Regions from separate parts of the Danio rerio genome. Here region 1 is linked to region 2. The links are chromatin contacts, called in public HiCAR-type maps. All regions are on one chromosome and are shown on one strand. The core of a region is the stretch at or near the end of the contact, and the rest is flanking DNA. Distances in the headings are between cores, read along the strand shown. Region 1 overlaps lpp (LIM domain containing preferred translocation partner in lipoma). Region 2 overlaps LOC141386287.

Region 1 (6,440 bases), core at 3,492-5,991, 440 kb after region 2:
CCTAATTAAATAATTAAAAGTTATGGCATGATCATGATTTATTTTAGTAAAATAAGCATAATCTAGAGCAAAGATGGCCTAATGTAACCTTTGATTTGGCCCACCACCTCATCTGAGAAGAGAGTGAGAAGGATTAAGGTGAATAAGATCATCATTTCTAATTTGACATAACTTTTTTTTTGTTTGTTTGTTTTATTGCTGAGCTAAAGAAAACTGAAATGAAAGGTTTAAATGAAACGTTGTTAATGACTCAGTTTTTTTAAATGTAAACAATGTCACTCGATGGATAGAGGACTATGCAGTGAGCAAATCCAGGCAAAAACTAGTGTATCTCCATTTTGTAATAATTTAGATTTTGTTTTGTTTTTACTGTAATAAGTTCATTATAAAATTAAAAAATAAATGTCATATTAGTTAATATAAAGCAATGTTTTCTAGTTATTTTTAATATTATTAAATAATTGAGTATTAAAATGAATATTAAATAAATAAATAAATAAACAAACAAACCATATTTACCTTTGGCCCACAAGCCTCAATCATGTTTGGTTTTTGGTGTTTCGTAAGAAAAGGTTTGGGCACCCTTGACCTAGAGGCCTTTGCCTTTCATATAAGCCACTTCTAATACTAAATGATCAACTAAAAGTCAAGTTATTATTTGTTGTTTCTAAAACTTGAATAGGTGACAATACTTTTGTCAGGTAGTGTACTCAATACTAGCAAGTCGTCTTATGTTTTGTAATGGTTAAATATTGAGCGAACAAAAAAATATTAATGCTTGTAGCCTTATTAACTGACTGTGTGAGGTATGTGTGTGTGTGTTTGTGTGTAACATATCAAGTGAATAATGACATGGGTTTGACAGTTATTACTATAGGAAATGGTGAATTATGAGGACGTTACAGATTTTTTCGCATTCTTCAAAAGGCTTACAAATCATGCAAAATACAATGGGTTTTTATTAAGAAAGTGAAACTCTACACAGTTTACTGTTTGTACAGTATAAAACTATGAAAACCTACAGAATGTCCCCACAATTCATATAAAACAGTATGAAGATGGTTACTGCACTTGATTTTCTCTGCTTGTGTGGCTCCTCTGTAGTGTAGGTGTGTAGTCAGACAGAACATGAGACTGGTTGAAGGATGTTTTGTTGCTGCTTTCTTTGAGTCAAACTTGCGTTGCTTCCTTCGTGACAGGAAAATATTGTGTGACCTGGAGCTGACCTGATGGAGTGTCACTTCAAGTGCTGCCTGCTGCATTTTGGCTTCGTTCAGAGATGAATCTGGAGCCATGTGTCCACAGTGCTCACATTCTGCTGCTGAGCTGATGCTAAAGAGGGTGGACAGCATGAAGAAAGTTTAGAAATGGAAATCAAGACTAAGCAGGGGGCCAGGGAAGGTGCAGGATTCATGACATGATGCTCTTTTCTGGGCTCATACGCTACTGAACAAAAATGAAGAATTATTAATAATATTTGTTGAATATATAAATAAACAAGGTTGTGTTTATTTGATTAGACGTACAGGGTGCGTTTCCCAAACAATGGCGTAACTCGTGGCTAAACTATCATAGTAGGATGCATCGTTTGGGAAAAGAACGATGTGGTGACGAGTGTTTCCCAAAACCCATAGTTTTTCTGTTGCACATTCATCGTTTGAACCACGGTAGTTTTAACGTAAAACCTCCATAATGATGCTCTAAATGGGGAGGTAACAACTTCTTTAGAGAAGAACCCCATAATTTATTTGTGCAAATTATATTGTTTTACACACACAAGCATTAAAAAAAATCCAATATTAGTTTTGGTAAAAAACATGCACTCGCTTTTCCATATTATTTGAAATATATGTAAATGGCACATATAGAGCCTATGTTTCCTTTATAAATATCATTAAGAATATTCCACAGTCTATTCTAAATTGACATAAAATCACTTAGCTAACACATATTCTAATATCATATAGAAATCATATAACTAATTAATGAGGCTTATTTTAAGAAATGAAACTCCATATTTATAATTTATTAGGAAAAAAATCTACTTTAATAATAATATTAATAATATTAATGATGATGATGTAGATGATGATGATGATGATAAGGATAAGGGTTATTATTATTATTATTATTATTATTATTATTATTAATATTATGACTATGAAGTATGCTATTGTTTATTTTTTATTTTTTTATTTTTTATTTTAGGTTTACTTTTACATTTTCACACATGCAAACCACTTCAGAAAGATATTAGACATTAGCATAGAGAGGTTAACTGGGAATAGAACATAGCCAGGAAGTATGTTTCTAACAACAGCACCAGAGGTGTAGTTGCAAGCATACAAGTTTGTGATGCAGTTTGCGAATGTTTGTCGGAACGACGGATTTGGGAAACGCCAAAACAACAAACTTTTTTTGTATTGCCAGAACTTGCGACCTTAGTTGGCTAACGATGGTTTTCAGAAATGCACCCCAGTGCAGTAGAATTGTGTAATAATATAATATTTATGTGATGCCAAAAGCAAATTTCTGCAGTCATTACTTAAGCCTTAAGATTTTGTATTTATTTATTTCATTTTTTTATTTGTTTGTTTGTTTATTTTTGTATTATTTATTTATTTTTGTTTATTTATTTATTTTTTATTAGACTTTTTTATTTATTTATTTTTTGTTTGTGTTTCAAAATATGGTATATGGTATTTATATAACAAACAAAAAAACATAAATATATATAAACATATATATATATAAGCCTAAATAAGAAAATGTTGTCTTCTACAACAAAATGTTGTCTTGTATAATTGAACAATAATTAAACAAGCTTTGATAATATATATTAATTAATTTGAATAAATGAATATTCATTTATTTTAAAAAGTCTATTTTATCATTGACTACATAAAATAGACCAATTAGAATGCAAACATGGCTTTTTAAATGAAATACAATATATATATATATATATATATATATATATATATATATATATATATATATTTTTTTTTTTTTTTTTTTTTTTTTTTTTTTTTTAATGTGATATTTATTTATTTGTATTTTTTAAAAATACTAGAATATTCTTCAGTTCCAGCATAACCATCTTAGGCAACTGCCATGGTGGAGTCAGTACAGGAATGTCTCTGAAATGTAATGGTGGGGTGATGTCTTGGGAAAAGACTTAGAGAGTTCTTGGCTCAGTGCCTCTGCATTCATATCCAATCCCCTGTAGCTCTCTCTCCTTTAACTCTCTTTATTTAAGTAGCTCAAAAGATAGTTTCCCTGAGCACCTCACAGTCCCAGGGATCCAAAGCGGCAGTTTGGTTCTAGTCTAGTTTACGGTGCGCTCAGTGCTAAAGACCTTCTGTCGACCTGTCACCCATAACCATTTATCAAGACTAGCTAATGCTAGACCCTTAAGGTTTTCATCCTCATTTTGATTATTTTAAGACATGGATATGTGTAGTTTTAAAACTTTATACAATACTCAAAACACTCACTAACTTTATGGTAGTTAATTCTATATAACTGAATGATTTTATGTACACTCTATAATGCAATGTCTTTGTTTCTGCATGTAAAGGCCAAACCACACACTCATCAAACACATTTTGCAAACCCACACAGGCTGTTCAGCTAACTGAAATGTCAGTTTTGTAGTCAATGAATCATCCATTCAAAGCAGCCAGCTGACCTTTGACCTCTCAGCTACACTTAGCGAGGACTTGGTTTTCTTTGCCTTTTTTGATATAAATTCAGCTCATGATCATGATCATTACAATCATCCAAGTGATTTCGTTTGGTCTATACGGTCATATTGTCATCACATGCTTTCATTTGGATTTTTGAATGAGAATATAAATAAATGCATACCTTCGGAGCTGACAGACAATCAAACAGTTCTATGCGAAGCACTACATGATATATTTATGACGACTCAGAGCATTGCTCAAGAATTAAGTATTAAAGCCTTTTGGTTTTAAAACTATTTTGATTTGGGAAGATGTTTAAGGTTTCTAAGGTAAAAGGTTTCAGAGAGACTGAAGGGTATACGCTTTTAATATTCTGTGCAAAACAAATCTATGCCACCAAGCAAACCGAGAATCATGTAAAATTGATAAAGCCTCCTATCAAAGAAGACATCCAGTAACTTCAGAGTGTTTTGCTTAAATACACATTGAGCATAGAGCTCATGTGATTTACCTTCATGAATATCAGATTTAGCTTCTTTAGTTCTTTTATTTAGTCCTTCAAATGAGTGTCATTATTAGTGACATTCCAGGCTGATCATGTCACTTTTCACTCATTCTTTGTGACTGAAACATCTCTATTTTTCGTAAATGCACTAGAAACAAGTTGTCCAGCTATAGGACAGTGTGTGTTGCTCTTCCTGAAAGAGAAAAGTGTCTGAAAGAAAGATAGATAGATAGGAATAGGGAGTGTTTGGAGCACTTTGTCAGGAAATTGAAAAAGCAACAAGAGAAAAGAAGAGGCTACAATTGACTTCAGTGCTCTCCACTCACCCTTTTGCTCAGAAAGAAGCTGTCTGACCTAAATTCATTCTACCTCATCTGCCTAGACGTTTGTTTAGCCTTCTGGGCAAACACTTAGAGAAATGTATGAAGCTGAAAAAAGAGGAATATATGTGAATATATTACTTTCTGGATGCGGAGAAGAGTGAACAGAGAGCATGAGTAGACGTCTAGTGCCCTCTAGTGGCTCTCCGTCTCATTATTGTTCCACCAGTGGAGCCATTAGTGGTGCTCTGCACAGATTTTCCTAAACCATCTTTGAAAGTTATTACCGGACAGTAAATCCACAGCATGTAAATCAAAACTGCTTTGACGTCAGAATAAAAGCCGTGCTGGGGAAGAGAGGTCTGACTGACCCAGACTTCACTGTCACGCCGTTCCTACGATGACTCTGGCACAACGCATTGTGTGAAATCTGCTCTGAAGTGTGAAAACGGACTGTTTTTGAATGTTTCTGTAAGCAGCAGGGATCCAGACTCCGGGTTCAAGTCCTTTAGAAGAGCACAGAGGCTCAGGTTAATCGTTTGACTGTGTTCCTGAAGGCTATACAGACTGCCTGTCTTTCTATATTTCCCCCTCCCCATTCAGAGTTATGAGACGAGCCCCAAGGGTTCTCAGCAGCAAGCTTATTAAAGGCTTTATCCGTTTCCAGGATTTGCAAAGGATTGTGAAACGGACATTGTTTGTACACAAGCGTCGCTCTGGGAAATAATGTTAATTTTTATTATAATCATGGAAGAAATGACACAAATTGTTTTCGTGTCTACCTAAAGCCTTTCCAAGGCTGGGCGATCCCTCGGCAGTCAGTCTTTTCTGACACATTGATCTAAAACCGAGTTGATCTAAGGATGATGAGTGGATTGCAGGAGCTCGGGGTCAAGTCTTCTGACCCCCACCTCAGCTCACTGGTGAACCGAGAGCATGGGAAATGATCCCAGTGCATAGGCAGTGCAAACAGGGTTTGGCTGCGTTGAGACATGGGACTCTTTCCAGTAAATTCTGTCCATGCAGCTGAAAACTCTATATACTACAGATCTGTTTCAAAACCTAGTGAGTTGCCTTTTATGGCAGCTTCCTAACATCATAAGTGACAGATTTGGAACTGTACAGTACATTGGCAAGAACATCATCACATGTCACATAACCGTCGTTCCTCACACAGGAAGATTTGCACAGGAGATTTACGGGAGTGGATTTCAGTAGTTTGTTTTTAGCATGTTGCTAAGCTAGCAGCGCAGTAGCCAAGTAACCACAAAGTCTTTTCCTAAACAAATATTACGTCTGTTCTTTTTAGTATCGAATGAAATATGACTTCATTTTAAACATTTCTCTCACTTTATCCACCATCTTTGGCTCGTTCCATGTGTTGCCTTGAAATGTTGGCTTTGTAGATTGTTTTTAATAATGTACAAACTGAGATTAGAGTGCTGATATGTCAATAACTTTGCAAAACACCCAAACAAAAAAAGTCAATTGAGAGTAGGCTATGTGGGCTGTCTTATATCATGTGACCCTGGACCACTGGACTCTGGACATCATTAGTGTCAGTTTTGGAAATTGAGATCTGAAAGCTGGAAAAAATTCCTTTTCAGTGATGTATTTATTAAGATTATACAATATTGGCCTATATCTGAAATCTAAATACAGATAAATAAATGTTTAATGTTGTGCAAATTAAGTTCTTAGCAATAAAAAGTTGAGTTTTTATGTTTTTACAGTAGAAAATTTACTGCAAATGTACATGAAACAGGATTTTTACTTAATATTTTAGTGATTTTTGTCATAAATATGAATCATTTTGACTTATACAATGTATTTTTGAATATTGCCAAACATTTTCCCATGGAACATTCTGATTTTGTGGACCAGGGTAACATATTACTGTGTTGATAAAGTTTATAAATCATACTA
Region 2 (6,097 bases), core at 3,028-5,527:
CGAGCCTATGTTGCAACCTGCACATGCCACAGAAAGCATGAATGGTCACATTTTAGGCTGTATAGTGTGGATTGAATTTTTTTTTTTACTGTAAATCTAGATGAGGAGCGTTTTCATTCTAACCACTGTTCTAAAATGAAAACACACTAGTGTAAACACAGTTTTGTATTAGAGCTTTAGAGAAGCTTCAGTTGTACGAGACTAGTGATGCTTTTGTACAGAAAGTTGCTTTGAAAACCAGTGTAAATGCCAAGTAAACTTGGAAAAGAATGAATGTTAAGTGTTTGTAAATATTTGGTGTCTGAAAAGAGTCACAAGTACAAAAATTTCAACAAACAAAAAAATATATATACAAATGTTGTGTTGTTCTTGTATGGTATGTTATGTAAAAAGGAATGTTTCAAGCGATAACAGAAAATTAAATTTGATTCATTCATTAATTTATCGTAAGTCTTTAGAATAAAAGTGAAGATCAGAATGTGTTGTAGTGGGCAGGCTGCTAAAGAAATGTGCAGCTCCACCTAGCATGTAGAAAGGAATTTACAGTTGGTGAACGGTCGTTTTGTGTTCAGTGTGAAAGCATTGTTTGTGGGCAATTTGCCTCGTTTTATTGTTGCGCTCCATGTGAAGATCTTTACAAGAGCCTCTCATAATGTCTGTCACATGAAACAACGCTTATAATGTTCATGATAATGCTGAAAGAGTTTACCTCTAGGGTTATGTTAACATGCCTCGCAAAGAAAAGAGATTTATTCAGCTGTAGCCTTACAAAGCCCAATCGGTATAGACTATACCATTGCTGTCACAGATTCAACTCTAATTAAACACACCTAATCCAGTTGATCAAGTTTTTCTGGTTTATTCAAAGTTATGTGTGTCAAAGCAGGTTTGGAACTACCTAGTTTCTGGAACACCGCACCCCTTCAGACTTGACATTGACACCCCTGCTCTATAGCCTCAAGTTCAATTAAACTATCACAGCAGTGTGATTTTAATGACCTTAGTTGGCAATAGGATGTTGTTAAACTACAGAGCGTGTGGAAACATATAGTTTTCTCTACTGTTTATTTTGTTATCGAGTGGAAAGTACATATTTATTAATTGATCAAAATGTTGCTTGGGGCTCTGCATCGTGTTCAGGCCTTTGCATGTCAACTATGCAGCAGGGGCGGTTCTACTAACCTTTAAGGAGAACTCTAGCCTCACTGTATTCAAATTCGAATTTTAACAACTAGGAAATGTCAATAAGACAAAACTTCAAACATGGGACAAAACATATAATGTGTTTAGCTAGCAACCAGCTACTAGCAGCTTTACGTGACTCTAAAGGTCACATTTAATTGTATCAAATATGGCATAAAAAAGCACCTTAAATGTATGAGAAGTTTAGATGGCTTCAATTTTAGGATGTAAAAAAAGAAATGGTTTGATGGCTTAATATGACAACTAAACTTCAAAATGCTGTGATTATTCTAAATAAATGTGAGTATTTATTATTCTAAAAGCTAACTTTTGGATCAACTACAAGCTAATGCGTCTTCCAAAAATAAAACATAACACTATAGCCTAGTGGCCAGGGCTTTAACATATGATATGATTTGAGATGTGGACCTTTCCTGATTCCACCCCTCTTTTTCTCCACCGTTGCTACTTGTCGCCATCACTGTCCAGTCAAATTAATCATAATTATTTTGAATACATCGATAATAAGATTTTAATGTTAGATTTAAGCTGCACGGTGGTGCAGTAGGTAGCATGTTCACCTAACCGCAAGAAAGTCGCTGGTTCGAGCCTGAGATGCTGGGTTGGCATTTCTGTGTGGAGTTTGCATGTTCTCCCAGTATTCGCGTAGGTTTCCTCCGTGTGCTTCGGTTTCCCCCACAAGTCCAAAGACATGCAGTACAGGGGCCTCATGTACGAAGACTTGCGTGGAAATCTTACTAAAACATTGCGTACGCACAAAGCTGTGAATGTGCGTACGCAGAAAAAAATTCAGATGTATGAAACACTGCGTACGGCGAATCTCACGCATATTCTTTTGTACATCTGAATGAACGTGAAACTGAGCGCAACATGCACGAGCACAAAACCCCTCCCTGCCTCCTCCCCCGTATGAATATGCTAATGACTATGCTAATGGCAAAACCCAACGAAAAAGCAATGGCAAAAGCAAGCAAGAAGAGAAACTTTGAACAGAATGTGAATGTGAGGTGCTGCTTTCGGAGGTAGACAGGAGAAAAGCGGTGTTATTTGCAAGTTTGTTCTCCGGAATTAACAACAAAAGAAAAAAATAGAGTGGGAGAGTTTAGCTGATGCGGTCAACACAGTTGGGTCTGAACATCGCACTGAGTGCATTAAAAAAAAGAACTAGTATGATTTATATCTGTAAAATGTTGCAGGACGCTTAATAGTCTCAGTGGCGCGCTCGTAAGACGCTTGTGATCATGAATTGATACGTTCGAGCATGGACTCGGCTCGAATCCAGCGTCTGATGAACTCTCTCTTGTTTTTTCCCCCGCTACATATCAGATTTTGCCAACTATTTATCACGAGAAAGACAAGTAGGAATAATCAATAAGTTCATATCAATAAGCATCATATTTTATTTGCACATTTATTGAATGGAAATGTTTCTGATTCACGCATGCAAATTCATCTTCAGATAGTGTTTTTATAGCAATGTGCGTGCAGTAGATTGCTCAGATTACATTGGGAAAACAGGCGACTGCTGCAAATTGTGCTTTAATGTTTAGCTGGTCAAATGTATGGTATGGAAACCTTATATACCTGCTGAACCCGTCTCATACAGCTGCCATTGCAAGGCTCAGACACTTTGTAGAGAGGAATTTAACACAACTGCCTCTAGGAGTCGCCAATGGAAATAAAACAGACACGCACTAAAAATGTGCGTACGCCTGCCAGAAAGCTGCCGTGAAGCTGCGCACATTCCCACGTTCAGTTCATTGTTAGTAAATCCAAACGTGAGCGATTCTGAGCGTGAAACCTGGCGTACGCAAAGTTTTTGTGCGTACGCAGCGTTGATACACGAGGCCCCAGGTGAATTGGGTAGGCTAAATTGTCCATGTGAATGAGTGTGTATGGATGTTTCCCAGTGATGTCTTGCAGCTGTAAGGGCATCCGCTGCATAAAGCATATGCTTGATAAGCTGATAAGCAACCCCAGATTAATAAGAGGACTAAGCCGAAAAGAAAATGAATAAATGGATGAATGTTAGATATATACTAGAGATGCTCCAATTAATCGGCCGGAGATCAGTATCGGCCGATAATCACATTTCACGACTCGATTGGTACTCGTTTTTTACAAGCAGAGAAAGATGCATGTGCGCACCCGGTTTATACATCAGCAGCGCTACAACACATGAGCAATGTTTCCAAATTAGCCATTTTTAAGTGTTTTATTTATTTATTTTTGTAAAGCTGATTCTGACCATTAACAACCTTAATTTATTATATTATGTAAGGTGAGATCTCATACTTAAATTAACTGTGCTTATGCAATGGCAAAGTTATATTAAGCTTGAATCAGAATCGGTAATCTGAATCTATATCAGCCGATCACCATGACAAGGAATCGGTACTCAGTATCAGCTTCAAAAATTCTGATTTATTTTGTTTTTGTTCTTCATAGTTTGATCTGTGATGAATTGTAAATTCCAGTTAGGTTCTGGTTGATGCTCACGATAAAAACAGACCATATGTGAGTTTTCTTCTGTGTTTGGCGCATCTTCATTGTCGTTCAGTCTGACATTATGATGGCTGAGATCTTACCGTGTGACATTGAAGCCATTAGATATGTGCTTCACAAAACGCGCAGGGATCTTAGATCACTTCATTGAGACATTTTAATCTGATTTGCGAACTTGTTTGAAGAACCAGTTTTGCCAGTAATCAGTTATCAAGATTAAAAAAATCCAGGATCTGTCAAAACATCTTAGATCATTTAAGCCAGATACGAAGACTGGACCCCCTTATTCACCTGATTTTATTTATTTCTTTTTTGTTTTCGTAGTTTGATCTGTGGTGAAATCCAATTAAAAATCATTCCCAGAATTGTAACTTAATTAAAACTGAAAGTTATAGCATCATGTAATTAGAGTAAACACAAAACTCTTCATCAACTTTGGTTTAGTTGGTCCGATCTTGTTTATGTTTTACTGGTTATCACGAAGAACCTCACATGATGAATGTTGGAGGCTGCAGACTGAAAACAAAGAGCAAAGCTATGTATTTAACACCCACAGTGTTTCATACTCAACTCCTCAACTGCGGTGAGAAAACCAGCCTCTCTGTGGTCTGATCTGATGTTTCGACTTACATCCCATGTCAAATTTACCATTCACATTCTCGTAGTTTATGAGAAGTTGGCATGTCAAACTCATGGACATTTATTATGTATATTAGCTATATAGGGTGAGTTAGTTTGCTGACATATATTTTGACAGGTGAGATTTGGAGTGAAGCGTGGGCCATGGCGTCTGGTAGGTTCAGCATGTGAGCTGATCTGCACAGGATGTCACAGTGGGCGGGGTGAGGTGGGGTGGGGTGTGGAGTGGTGGAGGTACTGCCGCTTTGCCTGTCTCAGCAGCAGCAGTACAGATGTGTGGGTAAGTGCTGTCTGCATGCAAGGACTGGCATGAGGGTTTGAGGGGGTTGGGTGAAGGCACACAGCTGCCACACTGACGCCATAAACATCCTCGACCAACTTGCTAAAGATGTGCATGTCATGTTATTTTGTTTTTCATAATCACAGACACATTATGGAACTTGATTTGTGCAATGTAAGAGGTTATCTACAATCATTGCTTATTTTAGTAGATGTTAAGTTCATTATTTTATGCTGATGTGTGTTTAATGCAATATTTAAAGATCTTCCATCACCACCGCTCAAACAATGTGTGAATGTCTGCAAGGACAATCTAAGACAGACTAGGTCATTGGTAGGCTTGCACAGAATCTGGACTCGCAGAAATCTACAGATTTCCACAGATTTTTAGTCCATCATTGAGTCTATTTATTTACTTGTGTAAATGTCTATGATCTTATATTTATTCAGTTTTAAAATTTATTTCAGTGATAATATCGACTAAAATAAAAGTGTTCATATGATTTATGTACAATCCAGTTTATAAAGTAATATTTTCAGTCTTTTAGTAAATAACTTATATGATAGACTCGCTATGTTTACCAAATAAGTGGATCTAGAATGATTTGCATTGTAACATTAAATAAAATATTAAAAAGCTATTATTTTTTTATTTCATATATTATGTGTTTAGTTACGATACTCCCAAAATAATTCCACATAAATCCGCAGATTTTTTTTTTTTTTTTTTACAAAATTCTCTGCAAAAATAGCAAAAAAATGTCTGCAGATCCTGTCTGACCCTAGTCATCAGTTAGAAGTAATTGTTTAGTTAAACTCAAGAGAACGATTTTGGACAATCATTTTTTTCAGTCAGAGCAGCAGAAAGATGGAATAAAATTCTAATGCATATTAGAGAGAGTACCACTTTTAATACTTTTTAATAACGTTTTAATAACTCCCCTTAAAATTTTGGCGTAAAAAAAGAAAATTAAATATGCAACCACTGATTTGATTTAATCTCATTGACTTTGATGTAATGTGTATTGTACTGTAAGGATATATTGTACTATTTCCTGTGATGGACCATTTGAGTGTTAGTAGACCGTCTGCTTAATATCTGTTGATACTGCTCCTTCCGCAGACATTTAACTGACTATAAGAACAATTACATTGCAAGTACATGTCCACTTACACTTACCCTAACCCGTACCCCAGCCTAACAGTCTACTTATAATCTAATGAGAATTAGCTGGCATGCAGATGCAATTTAAATTCAACAAATGGACCATTAAAATAAAGTGTGACTCTATTTTCTTATTTTTATATATTGTTAAACTTCATGCCCAGGGATTACAGATGTAAATTAGCTTTATAGCTAACTCTGGCACAACATGTCATGTTGTACATTGTCCCTGTATAAATAAAAAATAAAAATAAAAATAAATGTTTTGGTGATTTTGCTTGGTTTGGTGATGTTAAGTTTCATTAA

What was found. HiCAR-type assays count read pairs that join an accessible place to other places.
Region 1: a HiCAR-type map of caudal fin shows a contact between it and region 2, with 7 times the contacts expected there. The contact joins two enhancer-like sites. A contact is called at or near these places in 2 of 4 datasets of contacts at active chromatin or transcription factors (caudal fin and embryo).

The regions. Positions count from the first base shown.
Region 1 is chr6:31,175,315-31,181,754 of GRCz12tu, forward strand. The region is part of intron 8 of lpp (LIM domain containing preferred translocation partner in lipoma); the gene reads left to right. All of the region lies in intron 2 of LOC141386288 (a long non-coding RNA gene), which reads right to left. Among named protein-coding and RNA genes, the nearest start is that of tprg1, 78 kb to the right of the region's middle. Within about 2 kb of position 4,742, at least 7 of the 62 cell types and tissues checked have an H3K27ac peak or open chromatin away from gene starts, as enhancers often do. A contact at or near this core is called in caudal fin, where this site is marked.
Region 2 is chr6:30,733,429-30,739,525 of GRCz12tu, forward strand. The region is part of intron 1 of LOC141386287; the gene reads left to right. It also overlaps a transcript of lpp not described here and a transcript of bcl6aa not described here. Among named protein-coding and RNA genes, the nearest start is that of trnaf-gaa, 12 kb to the right of the region's middle. Within about 2 kb of position 4,278, at least 9 of the 62 cell types and tissues checked have an H3K27ac peak or open chromatin away from gene starts, as enhancers often do. A contact at or near this core is called in caudal fin, where this site is marked.